2 separate regions of the Mus musculus genome follow, and region 2 is linked to region 1. Evidence: chromatin contacts called from public promoter capture Hi-C data. All regions are on one chromosome and are shown on one strand. Each heading gives the region's core, a stretch centred on a gene start, on an enhancer-like site or on the middle of the called end of the contact. The rest is flanking DNA. Distances are from core to core; before and after follow the strand shown.

Region 1 (6,762 bases), core at 3,099-5,598:
AGAGGAAGGAAGGGAGGGAGGGAGGGAGGGAGGGAGGGAGGGAGGGAGGGAGGGAGGGAGGGAGGGAGAATAAAGAAAAGAAGAGAGGAAAGGAAGACAAGAGGGAAGAGGGAAGGGAAGGAAGAAGGCAAGGTGAGAGACAGAGAAGAAATAGCAAATACTGTACCTGATGCCCATATGCCAATTCAAATTGAATATGGACAGAGAAATAAGCTTTCTGTTGACATTTTTGAAACACAGCTACCTCCAGTTCTACTTCACTCTCTACTCTGATTTCTAGGGCCCACAAGCAGATGAGATAAATACAGAGCTTGGCCAGGAAACAACCCCACAGCATCTGGTAGTCTGTTCAGCACCCTGCCCCCTCCATATCTTCAACTTTCAAGGTTAAAGTATGTCTCATTTCAAAGTCACAGCCATGGGCAGATGCAGGGCACCTCTGCAAAGTGCACTCCGGCTCAGAAAGCCTGCCCATTGACACCACTTTCAAAGGAAGAGCCGCTTTCATCTCTAGCTGATTGTCAGACCTAAGGAAAGGCCTGCCGGCTGCTGCAGCAGAGCCAACCTGGCTGGCTGTTATCCACAAGAGAACAGCACCCCGACTCCCAGCCCCAGCAAACAGCTGAGCTTGGGAAAAGGAAAGCAGGAGAAAGGAGCTCTTAAACAAGGCAGCCACCCCACCAATGCCCTGCCTGTATGCCAAGTGTCACTTCAAAGAGATCAGACAAAGGCTTTGCACTTAGGAATCGGGGCCAACTCTATTGACAATGCATTACTAAGACCCAGTGTGCCATTGTGATATGGGGAAAGAGCTCAGCTGGTAAACTACAAGAATCTGACTTGAACTCCCAGAGCCCACATAAAAATCCCTATGTGGCAGCATGCTTATAATTCAGACCTGGGAACAGAGACAGGTAGATCATTGAGACTCACTGGTAACCTAACCTGCTTGGTGAGTTCTAGGGAATAGAGACCCTGTCTTGAAAATTTTTAAATAAATAAATAAATGTGTGTACATATGTGTGTGTGTGTATGTATACATATGTATACATATACTTATCTGTATATATGTGTATGTGCATATATACATATATGACAGCACTTAAAAATGACACCCAAGATTGTCCATAGACAGGTACATATGGATATGCATGGACATATACATGTGCACCCACTCACACCCAAAGTGTACCATTGTGACATCTCTTCGCACCCTCTAAATATAAGTAAGATATTTTAGTTAAGAACAGAAACACACAACCACCGGATCTGTCTTTAAATTCTATGATCAGAACCACAAGAAGAAGAGAGTTCCTGCCTTCACATTCGGGGTTCTTAAAACAAGAAGTAAGACGATTCCATCAAGTTTGGCTCCTTCTAGACCAGATATTGCAAGGTATAATTGCACCTGAAACAAGAAGGTGGAATTCACTCATATACTTACTTTCCAGATGTCTGATGGTCTCTTTCCCTGGGAGTGAACTCATATGTGCTATTAGAGTATTTTAAAACAATATCCCAAGTGAGGTAACCTAGACCCCAAAGGACAAACATTCTCTTATACACGGATGTTAGCTCTCAAGTTTTTTGTATGTGTTAGGTACACAGGGACCAGGGGAGAAGGGGACAATCTCCTAGAGAAGGGAAAGTAGAATATAGTGTGAAGAAGAAGTAAAGAGAAACCAAGACTAGGAGGAGCAAATACGGGTGAGGTTGGAAAGGAAATATGCAGAGGGACAATTAGCAATCAAAACCATTTTTAAAAATGTAGAAATTACTACTGTAGAAGCTTCCTTAAATATATCTAACTAGAGGCATCGAATAACAGGGGAGCAGATGCTCCAGTTAAACATCCTACACCATCAACTGAAACCTCCAGCACCAGGAATAAGTATGTCATATCTTGTTGAGTCTAAACAAAGGGGTCCCATGAACACCCCCAAACATCACACGCCAGTGCAAGACTTATTGGTTGTTCTCATTGGTAAAGCACCATTTACATTCATCACCAAATGGAGAAGTCAGGCTGGTGCCTGGTTAAATTGTTCCATCTCTCCTGACTAGTATTCACATACTGAGAGGTCAATGTCACCCAGCTGCAAACCCTATGACCTACAATAATGGTCCATCTGCAAGATATCCTAATGCAATAGTGGCACAAGTACTGTGTGAGTAACCAACAACTTTGTAACATTGAATTTAAGGCCTACTCCATGAGATGGAACCCATAAGTGACACACTGCTGAAGTGGGCAAGAACTATAGACTAAATAAACCATGGTCCTAGGGGAAACCCACTACTCTTATCCTGCTAAAGGGACATAGAAATAATCCTAATGACATATTGCAATATCCTTAGATCAGTGCTTTGATCAACTCACACCAGAGATGCTTCTTGTAGTAGACAGATAACAACACAGTCATACATCTGGACAACATGCAGAGAGTGAGAGACTTTGTAGCACTCAGTCCTGGGCGTAATGTCTTCATCACATCCCTCCCGCTCCCAGGCTCAGAGATCTACCTGGAAAAAGAGGTGGAAAGATTTTAAGAGCCAGAGGTGGTGGGTGACTCCAAGAAGCACTGTCTTCCAGACACCACAGAACTGATGCAATATGGCCTCTGTAGCAGTGCATACGAGACCTACACAGGTTCAGGCCAGACAGGGTGCCAGCACTTAGAAGGGAGAAATGGACACAGGGCCCCACCCCTAACCAAAAAGCTATCTGTACTGACTCCCACTTGCAAGGAAAGGTCAGTTTTTTCCAGTGGAATTTTACTGGGTGTATCAACTAGGGGAAATCCTGTGTCCAGGAGTACTTGGCCAGCACAAAACAAACTCAGTGGTACTTTTGTGAAATTTTTGTTTCATTTTTGCTTTGTTTGGCCACTTTGTTTTTGTCTTATTAGCCTCTGTTTTGATTTTCTTTTTTGTGGGGTTTCTTTTGGGGGGTCGAATTTCTTGGGTTTTGTCTCTTGTTTTTTTGTTCGTTCATTTTGGTTTGGTTTGTTTATAAGAGGGAGAGGGAGGAAGATAGAGAACCAAGAAAATTGTTTTAGTTTGTCAGACTTAGCGAGACATTTGGAGTTTGTCAGGTACAAGTTCCCACAGTGCAGATCAGTCAAGAACCATGTCTCAGAGCACCCGCCTTACCCTGTGTTCTCTGCCTTGGTAGCTCAGCTAATGGCCTGGAAGCTGGACATGGCTAATGGAAAGCACTGGCTGAGCTTGCAAGGCCAGGAAAAAATGAAGCTCAGAATGTGGCTCTCCCTGTCCGAGGGTACAAAGTTCCTGGCAGGGCAGCACCACCCAGGAGGCTGTGCCAGTGGCTTTCAACCTGTGGGATGCAACCACTTTGGCAACCCTCTGTCTCCTAAAATATTTATATTATGGTCCATAACAGCTGCGAAATTATAGTTATGAAGCAGCAACAGAAATAATTTTATAGTTGGGGGTCAATACAACATGAGGAGCTGTTTTAAAGGATGGCAGTATTAGGAAGGTTGAGGACCTCTGTTCTAGGCCTAACCACGTCTCTTACGAGATCCTTAGCTCCCTCTAGTCAGCTGTACCTCAATCCACAGACCAGAAGGGCTCTTATTTTCTAGTCTCTGGAAATCCTGTCCCAGTAGTCCTATGAGTCAAAGATGCTCAAGGTTACCTCCTGATCCATATGATCAATTCTCCATAGAGATAAATCATTTTCCTGGCTTAGCCCTCTGGGAGTATGCTCATCTCCCTGGCCCAACTCTTACTGATACACTTTACTGCCTGAATCTTTTCCACAGTGCATCTCTTAGATACTTCAGAAGCCCGCCTCACAAGTTTCCAGAGGCAGGGAACTCATGACCTCCCAAAGATTCTTGTCCAAATAGAACAGTTTGAGAACTCTTCCATCTGCTCGCCGTGGTTTGCAGCCTAAGTAGTTTTACACTTTTAGCAGAGCCCTGGAGTTAGTCCAAGTACTTCTTCAGCACCCAAGTCTACAGGTGTGTGTGCCCCCTGAACACAGGCAAGGTCAGAGCCTGGGTTTACGGTCTGCCTGGAAGTTGTGGCTGAAATTTCACCCTTTATGATTTATTTCTTATGGTTAAAATACTGACACTTCAAAGCATCTACTCTATAAAAAAAAAAAAAAATACCACACAAGCGAGAGGGAATGCACAAAACTTCCTTCATTGCCTAAAAGCTTCGCCGGAATGCATCCAACCTCTTTCCCTATGACTGATCTCAGAAACAGAGCCCTTTGGAAATGGTGTTGCTGATGAAATCAGAGCTGTGGGAGCAATGGCTGGGAACGGCCAGAAGTCTTGGCCCAAAGTAGGGCGATGAGCTGCCAAAGGGGAACAAAGTCACTGGGCTGACACACACCGAGGTGAAGGGTCCTCAGTGACCTTGTCCAGGACTGGTCAGGCCCACCTCTGTCGGCCACCTCTCAGGCTCTGCCCCATCTGCACAGTCAGAGACTGGAACCCTGAAATCCTTCTTTTCCCTACCAAGCAAAAGGATGGCACAGCCAATAAAGCTAGTCTTCGAGTTTTGTGCATCATGCAATTCCTGCAAGTTTTACCATATTTCATGGATGAGCACTGCAGGAGGCAAACAGTGCCCTGCCAGGAGACGATCCAGCTGCCCTTTTCCCAGAAAGTAAACAGATAATAGAATAAATCCGGTCAGCATTCCTTTTCACTTAGCTAAAATTAAATGTGGCTCATCATGGGTAAGTGGCTAATTGCATGTTTAGCGTAAAGAAAATTCTGAGGACGTTACCTTATTTACTTTCTTCCTGTGTCAATACACCAGGGGACATTGGCATTCAGATACAGGTAGTAACAGCTGGCTGCTGATGCCAGCTTACCTTTCATGACCTGAATTCAGAGCTAGACAAAGCAGACAGTGGAGACACTGGAATTAAATTGCCTTCAACCCCAAATCCAGGCAATCTGCCCGTCGGTTTACAGCAACTGCAAATTCTGATGAAATTGCTTTTAAAATGGATTAATTCCTGGTGGGGGAGGGGACTGGGAGCTTTTTTTTTTTTTTCAAAGAGCCAAAGTTTTTGTTTTTGTTTTTTTCTTTTTCTTCAACTGGTGACTATGTAGTTCTTAGATTATAACCCACGAAGGTAGCAGTGTTTTTATATCCATTTCAGCGGTAGAAAACCAAAACTTATTGGAAACCTATTACTTTGTAAGCCAACTAAAGAATATGAATGTTAGAAGGCCAGACTGAATGGCTGAGTCATGATGAACTTAGTAGTTTACCTTGGGATATTAAACCAAAATTCCAGTGCCAGATATGGGGGATACCTCTTTATGAATAGTTGGTTTGAAAGGCTCCCAACATCCCCCCCCCAGACCCTCAAAAAAGGGCTCTCGACATTCCCCTAGGCTGCCCACCAGAATAAGTTAGTAAGATCCAATTGCTGAAGACAACACATAGCTTCAGTCCAAGATACAGAGAAATCAAACTGGACCTGACCTGGAAACTTCCTCCCTGATGGCTGGCTTTCATGATGCCAGAAGACATCAATGGCCATACTCAATTGAGAACACTACGGATTTAAATGCCAATCTTCTGGGTAAGATATATACACTGGTGCAATGCTGGCAAACTGCTATGGGGCTAACCACGAGCTCTGATTAGTTTTGAGAGCCACTCCAGAAGAAGGAATCCATGCTTCATTCTGCATCCAGGTTAAGAACCCATAGCTGAGGAGGTCTTAGGTCCCAGCAGGAACTTACAAGTGCTGGCTGGCTAAACTGATGTCATGCCAAGATGCTTTCTCAATACTTACACATAACACACATAGATAAACCCTAGTCTTAGTCAGAACAACTTCTATTCACAATGCAAGCCTTCAAGTACAGAGGTATGTAGCTGCTTAAGACACTGTGAACAAATACTATTGCATGTTCAGTCCCTCAGTAGAGCACTCATATGACCACTTTAAAGACCAGGGAACAATGAGAAGATGTAGCAGGAAGAATTTCTGGACTACTCTCTGTCATTTTTAAAAAATTATTTATTTTTATGTATATGAATGATCTGTCTTCACACAGAGGGCATCAGATCCCACAACAGATGGTCATGAGCCATCGCGTAGTTGCTGGGAATTGAACTCAGGACCTCTGGAAGAATAGCCAGTACTCTTAACCACTGAGCCATCTCTCCAGCCCTGCTCTTAGCCTTTCTTGGAAAAACTTCTTTTTTGCAGTGGGAAAAAAAATAATGCTAACTCCTAATGGAAGAAAGAAAACAACATATTAGGGAGAGAGATAAATAATAAAATCCAGTGACTCTCAAGGTCCTCCTTGGGATCCTGATGTGAGCTTTAGGTGTAAGTAGACTACCGTGATAGGGCAAGAAACAGGCACAGTTAAAGGACTGGGATCAAGGTGTGCCCCATCATTATCTCAGCTCTAGTCCTGACAGCGTGTGTGACCCAAGAAGTTGTTATCTGTCAATGCCTGGCATTGCAAGAAGGGACAATAATGGCTCCCACAAGATGACCTGCTTCCCAGAGTAGTCTCTCCATCACAGACAACTGTTGCCACTTCAGAGAGGGTCTGCCTGCCCAAGAGCCTTTGTTATTCATGGAATCCAAAGTGATTCTGTACCATCATAGCCATAAAGGGAATGAAGTAGGTTAGGTATCACTGGTTCCTAGTGGATACTCCTAGGATAGTAAATATACCATATGCTATACCATATGGTAAACTTACCATAAAGGTGAGCAAGCTGGGTGATGGGTGCACAAAG
Region 2 (6,762 bases), core at 1,659-4,158, 330 kb after region 1:
TTCTTAAGAAATGAGGCACTTATGTATCCCGAGGGCTTAAACAGCGCTTTCTGAGTTGGAGGGGAAAGGAGGGCGCCTGCTGCATTAATCATTGAGTCCCATCAATCAGGCCTCCAATCCAGCTCCCAATCCATGCAGGAGAGGAGTACCTGGGGAATGTCTCCCTCTTTGCAAGCTGTCATGGAGGCTTGCAAAAATAGATGTTTACATGCAAACAAAGTTATTTTAATGTAACATAATGCTTGGGCATACGGTGTATAATATCCTACAAAATATCATACCAGTTCCTTAGCCAGACTATTTGCTTCCTGCCTACTCCCAACTTTTCTGCTTATTGGCGGCAAGCATGAATGTTTTAAGGGACAATTTGGTTCCAGACCCATTTTCAAAGATGATAATAGGCTCGGTGACTAAGAGTACTTGCAGCTCTTCCAGAAGACCCAGGTTCAATTCCCAGCACCCACAATAAATCCAGTTTCCTGATTCCAGTTCCCAAAGGGTCTCCTGCCTTCTTACCAGGCATGCAAGTAGTGCACAGATGTACATACGTGCAAAACATAAGATAATTTTTAAAAATTGAAGAGAAAGGACATAAAGGGACAGCATGGTCTCTGTCGCATAACCAACATGTTCATTCATGGATAGTTCAATGAACAAATTGTGGTGCTTGGACACAATGAAACACTTATAGAATTATAAGAACAGCCGTGGGACTCTACAGTTATTAACACAAAAGATGCAGGGTGTTTTCAATAGCAGAAGCCGTTCGTGAAAGTGCTTTGTAATGTCGACTCCCATCTCCTGTTTAATCATCTACTCAAGTGTTTAATGGTGCCCGGTGGTGGTGGCGCACGCCTTTAATCCCAGCACCTGGGAGGCAGAGGCAGGCGGATTTCTGAGTTCGAGGCCAGCCTGGTCTACAAAGTGAGTTCCAGGACAGCCAGGGCTATACAGAGAAACCCTGTCTCAGAAAACAAAACAAAACAAACAAAAAACAAAACAAAAAAAAATCTTATGGTAATCTTTTTTTTTCTTTTTGTGTGTGTGTGTAAACCTAGGCATGTTTGCATGTGTGCACAGGCTTGTGTAGGTCCATTGCCTGTGTTTGTGAGACCCAGTGCTGATGGCAATCAGAAATCTTCCTTGATCACTTTCTACCCTGCATAGAGGCAAGGTCTCTTGCTCAACCTGAAGCTCCAGGTTCAGTTAGCCCTGTGCTAGCCCACTCACTCCAGGGATTCCTATCTCCAGATTCAACTTCAGCATGCTGGGATAGCAGATGGCCACCATGCCCACCCAGCTTTTATGTGGGTACTAGGGATTTGAACTCTGGTCGTCCCTCTTGCACAGCAAGCTCTTTACCCACTGAGCCATTTCTCTAGCCCTCCTGTCACCGTGAAGTGCCAATGTTAGTTTCCAAAATGATAGTCTTTCTAAAATATCTTTTTAGTATTTGAATTTCTGGCCACACTGCATTATGATATAAAATAGGCCGTGGGTGATGTGTAAAATGCCCAGCACTTCGGGGACTGGATGATTTATTTGAGTCTACCTGCCTCTGTTATTTTTGAGACAATGTTGGGTACATGCAAATTCAGGATTGTTATAATTTCTTAGCGGTTGTTATAATAATTATTATTAACATTACCATTAGTGTGTGTGTGCATATGTGTGCATGTGTGTGTGCATGTGCGTGTGCGCGTGTGTGTGTGTGTATGTGTATGTGTAGGGATGTCCGTGCAATAACGCTGCACAGAGGGCAGAGGACGGCTTATGGGAACTGGCTCTTTCCTTCTATTCATGGCTCTCAGAGACTGATTTCAGGTGCTCAAGATTATGCAGCCACTCTTTTTTCTTTCTTTCTTTCTTTCTTTTTAATTTAATGATGACCCTCTTAGGCTGAATGTTGGTGCCTAAAGTATATTAAACATAATTGATATGCCACCACCTTTACCAGCTTAGTATTTATCTGGCTTTTATTTCCCATAGTTCTTTCTCCTGCAGATGTGAAGGTTCATGAAATGGCTCTATCGCAGTTCAGGTGATCTCTATTTTGAAGCAGATGGGCTCGTTTGCATTTGTTACAACTGCTAATTTTGTATTTATTTCCAGCATCTTAGTTTATGTTTTCTATTTGCCTTTTTTTAATCTTTAAATTACACTCACTTTTGTATGTGTGCAGGTGCGTGTGCACATGTGTGTGGGGAGCCATAAGCATGGCTGGAACACAAGGAAGTCGCTCCGTTCCTTCCTCACCAGTGGGATGCAGCCGGACCCACTAATGATTATTTTCACGATCTTGTTTATCCTCTTTTGATCTCAGAGCTATCATTTGGAATCGGATCTTCCAACTCGCGTGGATCAGCCCAGGCTCCGGAGGAAGCAACAGCTTCAGAGGGGCTTTAGGTACTGGGTCCCAGTGTCCCAGCGACACTCTGCTTTCTGCGGACTCTGTGGAACATGAATGTTATCCCCAGGAGGAGAGTCCAGCCAATTTGTGGCTCCACTCCCAGCTCAAGAGCCATGTGACTTGGCTACATAGCTCCCTTGGCACACCCCGCTGCCAAGAACAGCCCTGGCAAGGTAGGTCTGAGTGAAACACGGGGTGTGGTTTAAAAAAAAAAAAAATGCAGTTGGCCTGACTGGCTTGCTGTGACGGTGACTTCAAAAGACTGGAGCGATCTGTGGACTCAGCGCCATCAGCAGTAATGAGTTGAGAAGCTAAAATAAACTTTTCTCAAACATAGCTGATACAACAACAACAACAACAACAACAACAATCTCCCCCCACCACCACCACCACCAAAAAAATAAAACAGTTTAACCATATTAGAAAAAAACTGTTTATTTAAAAGGCTGACCTGTCTTTCTAGCTTAGTTCTTCTATTTTAAAGCCGTGGTCATAGTAAGGGTGGTGGTTTCAAAGAGCATGTGCCTAAAAAGTGTAAGGAGTACCATGAACTACAGGGAGGCTTGTTAACTCTAATTAAAATAAAAAATAAAAATTAGGCCAGGCACAGTGGTACATGTCTTTAATCCTGGCACTGAAGAGGCAGAGGCAGGTGGATCTCTGTGTGTTCGAGACCAGTTTGGTCTTTTGTTTGTTTGTTTGTTTTTTCGAGACAGGGTTTCTCTGTGTAGTCCTGGCTGTCCTGGAACTCACTCTGTAGACCAGGCTGGCCTCGAACTTAGAAATCCGCCTGCCTCTGCCTCCCACCGTTTGGCACTTATAATGAGTTCTAGGAAAGTGAGGAGTACAGAGCGAGACCCTGACTCTTACTCTTAATTAATTAATTAATTAAAAATAAAGTTACATTATTGAGTTTTGTGAGATTTTATAACATTTAACTGTAATTGAAGTTAGTGTTTGTTATAGTGCCTATTTGTATGCTAAATGAGCCTAGCCTTTGTGCCTGACTTCTATTGGAGTGTGCCTGGATTATTACTTTAGGAAGCTACTGCTACTTTAGACTACACAACAGTTGTAGCCCTCTTTTTGTTCTGTTTCTTTTTGCTTGCTTGTCTGACAAACTTCTGTTACTTCTGTTTGCTTGTTTTGTCTCGACAGCCACCCCACCCCACCCCCGCCCGCTTGGCCGCCCAGCCCTAGATTCCAGGCCTTGGGTACCTGGGCTTTTCCTACAGTGGTGGGCTTCATGCAGGTCTTCACACTTCCAGAAGAAGCATTTAACTGACCGAGCCATCCCAGATCTTTGTGATTCTTCCCTTTTCTGTGTTCAGTTTTGGTTTTGAGGCAAAGTATCTCACTGTCCTGGAACTCTCTGTGTGAGCTAGGCTGGCCGGCCTGTGAGCTGAGGGGTCTGCCTGCCTCCTGCCTCCCTCTCTCCAGGGCTGATATTAAAACCCAGGATGCCACACCAAGCCTTTGCACGTGGGTCCTGAGGATACACAACTTGAATCCTTAGGTTTTCCAGGCATGGCTTTACTAACTGAGCCATCTCCCTGGCCTCAGAAAATAATATCTTTTTTAAATTATCAAAGTTATAAAGAATAATAAAGATCCAGACATGGCAAGGCACACCTGTAATCAGGGAGGTGCAGGCAAAAGTTCAGGGCCAAGGAAGAGAGAGGGAGGAGATCTCCATGAATCTGAGGCTATCGTGGTCCACAGAGTGAATTTCAGTCAGCCAGAGGTATAAGTAAAATCGAGTTTTTCTTCCCAACCGCTTAACTCCCAGAAATAAAGACTCGATAATTGTTTACTGATAAATGTGTATGCCATAAGCTTTGGCTTACTCTCCAACTAACTCTCAACTTATTATCCTCTAATTCTAAGCTAGATTCAGCTACATGGCTGGTTCCCTCTCCTTATCTTCTTACATCCATCTCCTTGGCAACCCCAAAAACCTCCCATGTTCGTCTATCCCAGAATTCTCTGTATCCCTGCTGGATGTTCCACCTCCTATTTCCTGCCTCAGCTCATTGGCTGTAAGCTTTATTTATTGGCAGGTGATGCTTGTAAGAGAGCCTCTCTACAATCCTTCACTACGTGGCATGTTTGAGACCAGCCTTTGGGCTGATCCTACATAAGATCCTATCTTAAAAGAGAGGTGGTGGGGGAGAGGGAGGGGAAGAAAAATGGACAAAAGAACAACAGAAGAGCCCGAAGCACATTATTTCTGCACCAGCATCCTCACATCACATGGAAGAAGATGGTGAAGCTTGTGAATCATTACTTTTAACTCCCAGTCTTCACATCATCCTGTATCCACCATCGCTGGTTATTGTGGCTTTGACTCTACGGAGGTCTCACACAGCAGCCTTGCTATGTGTGGTGTTAGCTGATGCATCATTTCGTAGATGCTGTGTATGTTTTCTGCTTGCTGCTGCTGCCACCCAGATTGCAATCCTGAGTTTCCCTTATGTTGTTGGGCATGGCTATAATTTATTCATACTCGTTGCTAAATAGTATTCCACCACCTGTCTTTTACTGTTCTGTCAGTGGACATTGATCAGCTTCTAGCTCTTTCCCGGGAGCTATAGTGCTGCTCTGAGCATTTCTGCTGAGTGCCTTTTGGAACAGGCTGTCTTCTCTAGAGTTTAAATCTAAGAGTGAAATTGCTAGGCCATCATATTCACGAAGCAAAATTGTCCTCCAAAAAGATTGAGCTAACCAACAGGGTATGAGGGATGGTCTTGCTCTGCACAAAGTATTTGGCAAGTTCTGAGAATTCATTGTAGGATTTCACACACCTATGGGGCCGTTTGTGTTTCCATGAAACACCTCTTTTTGAAAAGAGTGACTTGTCTTCATCTTATTGATATGTAATAACTCTTTATATGTGCAGGATACAAATACCTTGGCAACTGATTTGCTTGGTTTGTGACATTGGAGATTGAATATAGGGTGCATTCTGGGTGAATGGCTTCCTACAAACTATGTCCCCAGCCCTCTTTTTACTTATTGTTTTGACACAGTCTCAGGTTGGCTGTGAACACACTTTGTAATTCAGTGGATTAGTTAGGGTTCTCTAGAGGAACAGAACTGACAGAATAAACTATACAAATCAGAATTCTTTGTTGACTGTGGTCCAGCTAATCCAACAATCTATGTAAGCCCTATCAATGGAAGCTCCAAGAATCCAGTAGTGTTCAGCCCATGAGGCTGGATGTCTCAATTGGTCTTCAATATTCATCAGAATGCCGAAGAAGTAGGCTCTAATGCAAGTGAAGGGATGGACTTGCCAGCCTGAGTGAGGGCAAGCAAGCAAAGGGCAAGCTTCCTTCTTCCACATTCTCTGAATAAGCTGCCAGAGGAAGGTGTGGCCCACCTTAAAGGTGCATCTTCCCACCTCAAAAGCTTCCTCTTCCTATCTCAGAAGAATTTGGATTAAAAGCAGGTCTTCCCACTTCAAATGGTTTCATTAAGAGAAGAAAACCCCTTACAGGTGTGTCCAGCATTTAGGTCTTAGTTAATTCTCGATGTAGTCAAGTTGATAACCAGAAAATAGCTATCACCTTCAGGTAGGTCCCTTCAACTTGTGTTTTCCTGATCCAGCTCTAAAGTGGCTGAATCTCTGCTCCTAGGCTCTTGTTATCCACATCTTGTTTTATTTTCCTATGTCTGTGTGTGTGTGTGTGTGTGTGAATGTGTAGACCATAGATTGACCTTAGAATACCTTGCTCAATAGCTTCTCCACCTTACTTTCTGGAAATTGGCTTCCAGTGAACCTGACATTTGCTGTTTGTGCTAGACTAACTGGCTAATAGTCTGATCCCCCAGGACCTGCCTATCTCTGCCTCCTGGTATCGGACTTCTCAATTCTGGTCATGATCTCCAGCTTTTATGGGGGTGCTGGGGGTCCAGACCCAGGTCTTATGCTCGCATAGCAATCACCTTACACACTGGGCCAGCTCTTCTGCTCCCAGCTTTTCAAAGGAAGCAGATCTCTGCTTCCATGCTGGGTCTAGCCACCCTTTTCCCATTGTGTCTCCTGGAAAGTAAAGGTTGTTGTCTTAGTGCAGTCTAATTTGTAAAGTTTTCCTCTGTAGATTTCACTTTTTATTTATTGTTGGAGAAATGTTACACATCTCTCATGTCAGACTCCTGTTTCCCAAACTGACTATAAAATCATTTTAAACGGTTCAACAGGTACATGTGTTTGCTACCAAGTCTTATGGCTTGAGTTTTATCCCAGGAACCCAGCTGGTAGAAGGAGAAAACCAACTCCTGCAAACTGTCCTCTGACCTCCATGTGCAACATTGTCTATGCACCCCCCGCCCCCCTGCACACACACCAC

The links. Promoter capture Hi-C pulls out the DNA fragments that hold promoters and counts their contacts.
Region 2: a contact with region 1 is called in a promoter capture Hi-C map of liver, with 4 times the contacts expected there. The contact joins two enhancer-like sites. A contact is called at or near these places in 1 of 39 promoter capture datasets (liver) and 2 of 484 Hi-C or Micro-C datasets (cerebral cortex and neural progenitor cells).

Annotation. Positions count from the first base shown.
Region 1 is chr17:4,636,458-4,643,219 of GRCm38.p6, forward strand. 4930517M08Rik (RIKEN cDNA 4930517M08 gene) reads left to right here. Exons shown (of 3, transcript NR_130984.1): 3 at 281-1,020. Among named protein-coding and RNA genes, the nearest start is that of 4930517M08Rik, 4.9 kb to the left of the region's middle. Within about 2 kb of position 4,349, at least 24 of the 459 cell types and tissues checked have an H3K27ac peak or open chromatin away from gene starts, as enhancers often do. A contact at or near this core is called in liver, where this site is marked.
Region 2 is chr17:4,972,408-4,979,169 of GRCm38.p6, forward strand. No RefSeq gene overlaps it. Among named protein-coding and RNA genes, the nearest start is that of Gm41517, 7.6 kb to the left of the region's middle. Within about 2 kb of position 2,909, at least 56 of the 459 cell types and tissues checked have an H3K27ac peak or open chromatin away from gene starts, as enhancers often do. A contact at or near this core is called in liver, where this site is marked.